2 separate regions of the Arachis hypogaea genome follow, and region 2 is linked to region 1. A link is a contact called in public Hi-C data. All regions are on one chromosome and are shown on one strand. The core of a region is the stretch at or near the end of the contact, and the rest is flanking DNA. Distances in the headings are between cores, read along the strand shown.

Evidence for each region. Hi-C and Micro-C count contacts between places; a contact is called where the count stands out from the background.
Region 2: a contact with region 1 is called in a Hi-C map of leaf, with 5 times the contacts expected there. The contact joins the promoter of LOC112701793 here to the enhancer-like site in region 1. A contact is called at or near these places in 3 of 8 Hi-C or Micro-C datasets (leaf and an unstated tissue).

The regions. Positions count from the first base shown.
Region 1 is chr1:98,843,753-98,848,912 of arahy.Tifrunner.gnm2.J5K5, forward strand. LOC112701777 reads left to right here. Exons shown (of 15, transcript XM_025752537.3): 14 at 255-355; 15 at 562-997. The coding sequence ends at 889. Among protein-coding and RNA genes, the nearest start is that of LOC112701777, 7.4 kb to the left of the region's middle. Within about 2 kb of position 2,794, at least 3 of the 3 cell types and tissues checked have open chromatin away from gene starts, as enhancers often do.
Region 2 is chr1:98,876,918-98,881,916 of arahy.Tifrunner.gnm2.J5K5, forward strand. LOC112701793 reads left to right here and starts at 3,337. Exons shown (of 2, transcript XM_025752569.2): 1 at 3,337-3,452; 2 at 4,380-4,999. The coding sequence starts at 4,397.

The DNA.
Region 1 (5,160 bases), core at 1,544-4,043:
CATGCATTCTAGTATGGCAGAATGATTTGTTTGGCACTAATTACTTTAGCATTCATCTTTAATTTCAATTTTCTGCATTAGCTACTATGCTGATGCATCTTGGCTTTGATGGCTTCATCAACCGGAACTAAAGCCGTAATTTTCCTGTGCCTGGGTAACCAGTCTGCAGCTTTGTGGGGAACTCTGGTAGTGAGATATATTGCTTTTGCTATCGTTTGTGGTTCCTAACATTAGGTTTTTTTATTTCCCTGTAGTTGGTGGAGCTACTGGATTGTCCATTGCATAACTATTTCAAGCAGCACGACTGCTTGAATTATTTCTTCTGTTTTCGTTGGATTTTGATCCAATTTAAAAGGTTAGTTCCCCTGAAATGCTATGTTTGTCATAGTTCACTCGTTTTTGGAACACAAGACACTAGAAATGTTTTTCCACCTTGATACAAACTAAACGTCGTTGAAGTTTAGTGTTTCTGACATGCCTTGATTTTGCTAATGTGTGTGTACAACAGCTATTTAGACAACTAAACTAATCTAATCTAATTAATATTGATTAACATTTCAGGGAGTTTGAGTTCGAAAAAATAATGCGGTTGTGGGAAGTGTTGTGGACACACTATCCATCTGAGCATCTGCACCTTTATGTCTGTGTGGCTCTCTTGAAACAACACCGTAATAAGATAATGTGGGAAGGAATGGACTTCGACAACCTTCTCAAGTTTATAAATGAGCTTAGCGGTCAAATTGACCTCGATGCAACCCTCAGGGATGCCGAGGCTCTCTGCATATGTGCCGGCGAGAACGGTGAAGCTTGTATACCGCCTGGAACCCCACCATCCATGCCCATTGATGACGGTTCTTTCTATAACCAGCTAGATGACGAAGTTCTGTAAATAACTTATCTATCAATTTTCTTTAGTCATACATGAATATTGTGTATTTCCCTAATTTGGTTAAATACGGTGTTAACATAAATAAGACACCTGTTAATTCCCCTTGCACCTTCGGCTTCGTGTCAAAGCGCATCGTTTGGTAATTCACTAATTTGCACTTGCGAACAAAACGAACTTTAAAGGAATTAACATGTTAATTAAATATAACTTTCAATATTCAAAAATCTTTGCCATGTCCTTGTTAACATGATTCACGCAAGACAATAGTCTGGGATGCATCTAATAAACAAATGTGACGTGCTTAGCTGCATTTAATACCGGGTCTGCCATGTAAAGTATTCTGTGTATTCTTAATGACCCGAATTTTCAGAAACAACAGTCGTGTTGTCTAGGTCTTCACGAGGAGTTCAACGCTCCATTTATTTCACTTTCAAGATTTTGAATCCTCTAAAAGTATTATTATCTTCTCACCCAAAAGGGGGTAAAAACTAAGTAGTTCTCATGTTACTTGGCATTTTGGCAAGTTGGCAAACAGACATTACTAACTAAAAAAATAAAGTAAATAATTTTATCAAAATAAGATGATTATTATTTATATATCAAAATGGTTAGGCTCCCTCTTTAATGTTTTTAATGTGATTTTATATTTCTAATTGTTAATTTGAACTTAGACATTACAAAATCATTCATCTATATCCGCATGGTCTCTAAAATTAAATTAAGAAACTAAATTGACCGATATTTGGTAATTTCAAATGTCTTGTAAGGATAAATTATATTAGAAGCCAATGGATTAACTGATAAAGTAAGGGTTTCTTTTTTTCTAAAGTCTAAACACACTGGGAGCAATAGAATCTAAACTTAAGAATAGCTGGATAAAATTAAAGGAATGATTAAGGATCCCAAAGACGCGGATGTTAGAGAGTAGAGACAAAGCATTTGAGGCAGTGTTCATACACGGGCTCAAATTGATAAAAGTCAACCCAGTAAGAATAAAAAGCTTAAACCAAGGAGAGGATATCCAACCCATACCCGACCTCCTTGGAGATGTCAAATGCCAGCGAAAGAAACTAGCTCTATTTGCTGAAGCAAGTAATTACTAACTAGTCCCGTGAATCTCTTATTATTCTCATATTTTCAAAAAGATAAATTCCAATATACTCCTAAGATAAAAAAAAAAAAATAGTTATCCATCAATAAAGATGAAATTATCCTTGGTAGTTATCAATTCTATTATAAATACATTGACACCTCTCAAGTATAATTTATATTCTAATCTACTAAGACCTGTCAAAAATCCTTACTTAAGCATCGCAGGTACCACCCCCACCTTCTCACGAAAAATACTCGGCCGGCAGCACATCGACGTAAGAACAACGCAGCCTCAAAAAAAGTCTGAACCTCACGTTCAGGCCCAGAATCAGTATATGCAATTTGCATTGCACATACATGAATGGGTTTGCTACTTCCAAATTCACCTAACCCATTACATCAAATAAAAGAAACAGATCGAAAATCAGTGCTTCTTCATTGTTACGTTGTCGCGTCTCTCTTCATGTGATTTTAATTTGGCCTCTTAATCCAATATTGTCAACACACAATTTCAAGTTTTCTTATACATATTGCACAATAAAAGAACATTCACTTTTGACTTTGTGACTTGTGAGTGAAAAACCACATACAGCATGCACAACCAAAAATAATATACATTGCTCGTTTCTTACTATAATCACACACTGAAATGAAGTTATAGTAATATTAATTAATAATTATTCGATTGAAAAACCTTTATTTTAATTTGCTTCTTAGTTCTTACTATGACCACACACTTGTGGAACGAGGAATGAAGTGTGCCCACTGCCCACAACGCTTGCATGCATGCAGAAATGATGCTGCTAATAATGTTTTGTTTGGTGGTTGAAATGTTATGATCTTGAAGCGGTCCATATCCATGAGCCATGTGGGCTTGTGCTGTGTTGGTTCATGGACATAATTGTCCACCCCCTAGGCCCTTTGTCCGTTCATTCCTAGCAATAAACTCCATCATGCAATTCGATACATCTTATTCAATCCATTTGGAATTCGGATAATACTCCTCAACCTTTTCCTGCTCCATTTTAATATACAATCATGCTAGGTTATCAATTGGACTATCAACAAACAATAACCAATTATTAGTTGAGCTCTAAATAAACCAAAAAAATTATCCAAAATCAATTGAAAAAACATCCAAAATATAATAAAAATAAAAAGCATCTAAAATCATTGTACAAGAATTTTCAAAACCTAATAATAAAAATTCTAAAATTTAAACACAATAAAAACTCTTCTAATTATGATAAAAAAAAAGCCGCTTTGCTTTCGAATATTTCTTATACCTGTATTTCAAATGTTTAAATTTTAAAAGTTTCGAATATTTTTTTGAGGATGTACAATTAAAAGTAAATAAAAGTAAACTATTAACAAGAAACATAATTTTAGATATTTCTTATTCCTGGATTTCATATATTTAAATTTTAGAGATTTCAAATATTTTTTAGGAATGTACAATTAAAAATAAATAAAAACAAACTATTAAAAACGAATACATCATTTTGGATAATTTTTTATGCCTAACTTTTGGATGTTTAAAGTTTAGAGGTTTCAGATATTTTTTCTAGAAATGTACATTAAAAAGTAAATAAAAATAAACAATACCTTTAGATTTTAGATGTTTAAATTTTAGAAATTTTAGATATTTTTTATAATTTTGAATGTTCTTTTTAACGATTTTGAATTTTTTTTGTTAGGTTTTAGAATTTTTTTATATTATTTTAGATAATTTTTATTAAGTTTTGTATGTTATTTTTCAAAACATAAAAAAAATAAAAAAATATATTTAAAACTATTAAAAAAAACTCCAAAACTCAATACAAGCATATGCATGGCCACGGTTGAGTCGTGCCTGGTCCATTTTGTTTCACTTCCTCACGTGTGCACTATATGCAACTTGCATTGCTATTCCAATATCCAAGTGACAATGAAAGTGACAAGCTATTACTCCACACTTTTTAAATCTATAGCTTTTGTTTCACTTCTTATGTGAACTAATGGTGGTGCTCACTGTTTGTAATTTTCTTAAAACATGGCTATTTAATTAAAGAAAAATATTTTTTATGATATAAAAATAGTTTTTCTCATTAATCATTTTTTAATATTAAAAAGATATACATAAAATACTTATTATTATTTTATTATTTAATTTTCCCTACTAAATGCCTAGACAATTTGTACATATGTAACAGCCTTTTGCTTTGTTAGACACTAAAAAAGTACGCCTCTTAATTTGTCAACTACTCCTCAGCTACTACTATAACAGTATAACTAGTGGCAATAATAATAAAGCTGATGAAAAGAAGAAGAGGGTCACAGTTATTTATAGAAAAATGTTTAGAGACAAAAATTTGGAGGTTAATTAAACTGTTAAAGATAACTATAATTTGTCCTTTTTTTAGTTTTTGTTTGTATTTATTAATTATTATTAAAAAAATATATAATTATAAATATTACGTATATAAAATTATAAATATTAATTTAAATATAATAATTTTGAATTATTATTTTTGTAATTTAGATATTATAAAACCATTTCACCTTTGTTAAAACAATAGTGTTAACTACTGGTTGGTACTATGTACATACTATGTCGTACTATATAGAAGGAAGGTTTTAGGTGGTGCTAGAAACTTCAATGAGTGCCGCCTAAAATGTAGCCAGTCAATTAACTATTCCATCAGAGTATATACTCCAAAATTAAAAAAGCTAGTGAAATAATTAATGAGTAGTAAGAATCTATGGTACTATAGTTTTGGCTTATGTGGGCATTCCAGAGTGAATAGTTTAGTAGCAGTGGTAATTAAGGACACATCACGCGCCCACAAAAGAAATCAATCTAAGCATGAATGCATGTTTGTGCAGTGCTCTCACGTCAGAAATCAATTAAATGGAGAGAGGAACATGTTTTGAATCACTCCATAACCCTATGGGGGTGGAGGCCTCAACCTACTCATATAGCTCTCACTTATTGTCAATAGATGAACTTTCCTCCTATTTTAGACCACCCAAGTCTGTGACAATGACAAGGAGGTATTTTCATGGATAATTAGGCCCATTCAAATGTTTTTAGGAATTTTTTTAAAATAAATAATTTAATTATTTTAATTATCAAAATAAACAATTTATAGTGTATTTAACAATTTGTCATTATATTAACAATTTGTAAATACGTTACA
Region 2 (4,999 bases), core at 2,087-4,586, 34 kb after region 1:
GTAGATATCAAATCTTAACTCGACTCGCCTTTTTAGGAAATTCGGCGAGTTAGCCTGACGGATTCAACCTGTTTTAACACCCCTAATATACATGTTACAAAGAAAATACACTTTTAAAACTAGCTCATTTTGGTGTTTAAGAGAGAAAAAACCAATTAGGTTAGTGATATCAAATTTCAGATTTTACAATTAACTATAAGTAAAATGGTCCAACATCTTTAGCTCAATAGTTCAACTTTATATTTTTAAATTTTAAATATTATTGACTAACTACAGATTAAAAATAATAAATTATGCTGGCCTATAGTATTACTCAATTAAAATTTATATATTATTTTTTTAATTTTTTTATTTGTCATTTTTGTGTATGCAAGTATGTATCGGATTGTTTTAATATATGTTACGCTGCGATCAAATAATATTCACCGATGTCAATTTAACAAAGAAAATTATGTAGGCGTTAACATTAGACATTCACGTTTTTTTAGAACCTTCTTTGTGAAAACTTTGCCCCATGTTAAGTCCAGATTGACAAACTGAAAAGGTAGACCTTTTTAACAGAATTGATAGATTATGTTTGATTAAATCTATTACTTCTGCTTTATCTATTTATCATACGTAAGTCTCTCTTTTTTTTTTCTTTTGTGTGCATAAAAGCTAATGCTATCACAAGGTCTTTCTTGTGGAAGGAGCAAGTTGATGAGCGATGCCTTAAACTGGTCAAGTGAAAGATAGTTATTACTCTTCGTAAGTTTGATGGCCTAAGTATTAGAGATACGAAATGCATAAGTCTGACTTTAATGGGCAAGCTTTTGTGGCAATATCTTCATAGTCTTAATAAGCTCTGGGTTCGGGTCTTGAAGGCTAAATATGGTCAGGATGTTCTTATGGAGAGCAGGAATTTTATTAGTGTCTTGGGTATTTAGCGTGACATCATAAAAACTAAGATCAAGATACAAGAGAGGTTTTCTTGAAACACCGATAGTCTTTCTCAATCCTTTTGGTTTGGAAAGTGGCACCCGGATGGTTATCTTATTGCTTTTGTTCTTTTTGTTCATATTACGAACACAATTTGAGGGTGAAGGATGTGTGTCCCACGATCACTGGAATTAGAGAGTATTGTTCACTCCTATTGATAATGACTTTAAAATCAGGCTAACTTCTATTCGACTAGTTTTGTCTTGTGGCTCGGGATTTAAAATGTCGTGCCATCCAGTCGATTCCGTTGCCGTAGAGGCTTAGCTGTCTCTCCAATCTTCCCTTGTGCAACCTGGTGGAAGAAGATGTCTTGCATTGCTTCATAGATTGCATTAAAGTCCAAGCTATTTGGCATGCCTTGGGAATTGGACGAAACATAGATGGCATTGGCAGAAATTTTCATAGTTGGGCCAAGTTTAACCTTTATGCTAGCAATTGCTTATTTTCCGCGGCAATTTGGTGGATTTAGCATGATCGCAACAATGATGTTTTTAAGGATGATGATGCCTGAAATACTTTTAAGATAATTCTTCTAATTAAAGATGTAGCTAAGGAATTTGGTGCCATGTCTGTTTTTATGGGAATGCAAAATCGAATTCTCCTTCCTTTTCTTTAATTTCTCCTCTTAATTCAATGATTAAATTGAATTGTGATGCTAGTGTTTTGATTTTTCGGCATGTGGTTGATTTTGAGTGCATTCATAAAGATCACTTACGTAAATGGATTAAGGATTGTTCAGGTATTTTTTCTTGAGGTCAATATTGTTAGAAGTGAGCTTTTTGCCATATTGTGTGATCTCTGTTCGACTTGAAATTATGGATTTAAAGAGGTCATTTGTTAGACGGATTACATCGATGCGTATCATGCTATTGTTCAAAACTCTTCGGGAATTTATCTTAATCTCACCGTCAAGATCCAAAAACTATGTAACAGATCCTGGACTGTGGATTTGACTCTAATCCAACTGACTGCGAATGCAGCAGTAGATTACATGGCGAAAACTGCCGTGCGTTGCAATATTTCTTATATGAAGTGGTTGTTGCCCAGTAGGATTTGGTTGAGTTTTTAGCAAAGGATATGTCTATGGGTGTTCAACTGTTCATGGATCCAATCCGATCCATATATCTGCGGTGTTTATTCGAATCCAATGCGAAAATTATGGATATAGATCCGATTCGCACACTAATAGAATTGGATTGCGAAATTTTTGTATGTATCCGCATATTCGATCCACATATCCATGGATTCGCAAAAATAAATAAATAAATAAGTAATTTTTTATGTTTTATTTTAACTAATAATTATCATATATTTTGTATTATTTTATTTTTATTATTTTAAAAAAGTATATTTAATATTATTTTAAGAGTAAACATGTTTAAAAAAAATAGAAAAAAGGACTTTATTAAGTTTTTTAAATAAAAATAAGCTTTTAAATTTTTTTTTATATTTTGCGGATATATCCGATACACGAACCGATTCGCAAATGTACAGATCGGATCGGATCTACTCTTAAAACATGTGGATATTATATCTAATGATTTTAGTGCAGATCGAATTGAGATTTTGACCATAACCAATCCAATTTGATTCGCGTTCACATTAGATATGTCTATTTTATTTTAGTTTTTTTTTTGTGTTTCTTTTGCCTTAAAAAAAATCTACTAATGCCAGTTCAACAAAAAAAAAAATTGTTGGCACCGTCACATTTTGTTTTAGATCTTATTAATTATTAGTTGTTGATTTGAATTGATTATAGTTTACCCTAAGGAATATGATAGATTAATCATTAGAAGTTGAGTATTTAGAATTCTAATTCATCTTTTTAATTATTTTTTTAATTTATAAATAATTTTTTTTTGAATTTTTTATCTTTTTAATATTTTAAAAAAATAATATATTTAAATATTAAGAAAAATAAACAAGACACTTAATTATTTTTCATATTATATATTAATTCTGGAAAGATGATTAAAATAAATAAAGATGGAGTTTACTGCACATTGAATTGGCGTGGACTATAAAGAAGTCAAGAAGTGAAGAAGGAAATACAAGATGCAATAAATGTAGTATAACTAATTTAATATAATTTAATTTGATAAAAAGTAATAATTATTTTAATTCAAATATATTCTTGTATTGTTTGTCAACACTAGAATAATAATAATAATAATAATAATATAATTGAAAATACTTAGTTATTCCACCATGAATTTCAAATTTATTAAATTTTAAAACAAGATAAGATTAGCTAAATCTATTTCCCAATTCAGATATATATGATTTAATTTAATTTAAAATAAGATAAGATAAACAGCATACTCCCTCTATATATAGGAAACACCAACAAAGAAAAATAAGTAATTCTTATAGAATAGAGAAGAAATACGAAGAAGTTGCAAAATGTTTCTTAATTAAGTGAGACAGGCATTGATAGTTTGCACTTTGCAGCAGGATTGGTCTTCGTACAAAAGGTAATTTACCTATTTTATTTGAATACAAAATGCATGGTTATGATTACTTTATTACTTTCATGGTAATTTAATTAGTTTAGATAATAGATAGTAGTAATTTAATGAAGTGTAGATGAAGTTGAGGGATCCAAAGAAAATAGTGATTAATGAATTGTTAACGCGACGGAGAAGGCGCAGGGTCTGGCCGCTTCACCGCCGAAGCGACGTTTAGCGTTGTGACACGTCATCACCTTCATGTGGTGCATATTCAGAAAGTGCATAGTAGTTAAGAATGCTTAACATGCTTATTATGTTGTTGTCACTTGTCAACGTAACATTAACCTCGCTAACAACATGCTTTACTTAACTAGATACAGAGAGAGAAAGAGAAAGAAAGAGCTACCTTGTCTCTCACCCTCACGGTGTTTCTCTTCTTCTTCTTCCTCTTTCTTATACCTCTTTCAAAGTTCGAAAAGCCATATCTATCAATTTTTTTTTTATTATTGTGAATCCGTTCGTTTCTGTGAGGGGACAGAATCCATTGTTAAGATTCCTTGGAGGTTCCCTCAACTCTCTTTCATTCTCCTTTTTGGTCCTTTCTGTTCCATCTCTCCCACTTCAACCTTGCTTCCCGAATCTGGAAAAAAAATTCGTTCTTTCTAAATAGGTCGGTAAGTTTTCATTCTTGTTCCTCTTTATTAGGGGAACAATTGATTTTGTTGATGTTGTTGATAAAATCTGAATTAATGTATTTTGAGTAGTTTAATAGTTGTTATGTATCTCCATTAGGTTGTTCCAATTTTAGGTACACAAAAATAGAAATGGACGATTTTTCATTAATTATTTTGGTTTCTATTATAATGATTTGTTATGTAGATTATCTCCTGTAGCTCAGTTTTATTTTTCATTAATTAGTTGTTGATGAATGCTGTTGGCATTATTTTGTAGGTGAACATACAAATCCAATGGCAAATAAAAATCGATTGAGTTCTGGTTCTAAATACAAAGTAAAAAGGGTCCATTATTGTGTGTTGCTAGCATTATTGGTGTCATTATGTGTATTAGGGATTGTATTCCATGGTAGAAAGATTTCTTATTTCTTCAGACCCTTATGGGACAATCCCCCTAAACCCTTCACACGCATACCTCACTACTATGCTGAAAATGTAACCATGGATCACCTCTGCCATCTCCACGGTTGGTCCCTTCGATCCCACCCGCGCCGCGTCTTCGATGCTATCATATTCAGCAATGAATTAGACATGCTTGATATAAGATGGCACGAGCTTCAACCTTATGTCTCCAAATTCATCATCCTCGAGTCCAACACCACATTCACAGGCATTCCAAAGCCTCATTACTTTGAATTAAACAGAGAAAGATTCGCCTTCGCCAAAGAAAAGACTGTCCATGGCACCTTCCCGGGAAAACTTGCAGTGCAAGGATCATATGAGGACCCATTTCTGCTGGAGGGAAGACAACGCGCGGCCATGAATTCGTTGATCCGGCGAGCAGGGATATCCAATGGAGACATTCTTATAATGGCTGATACAGACGAGATTCCAAGC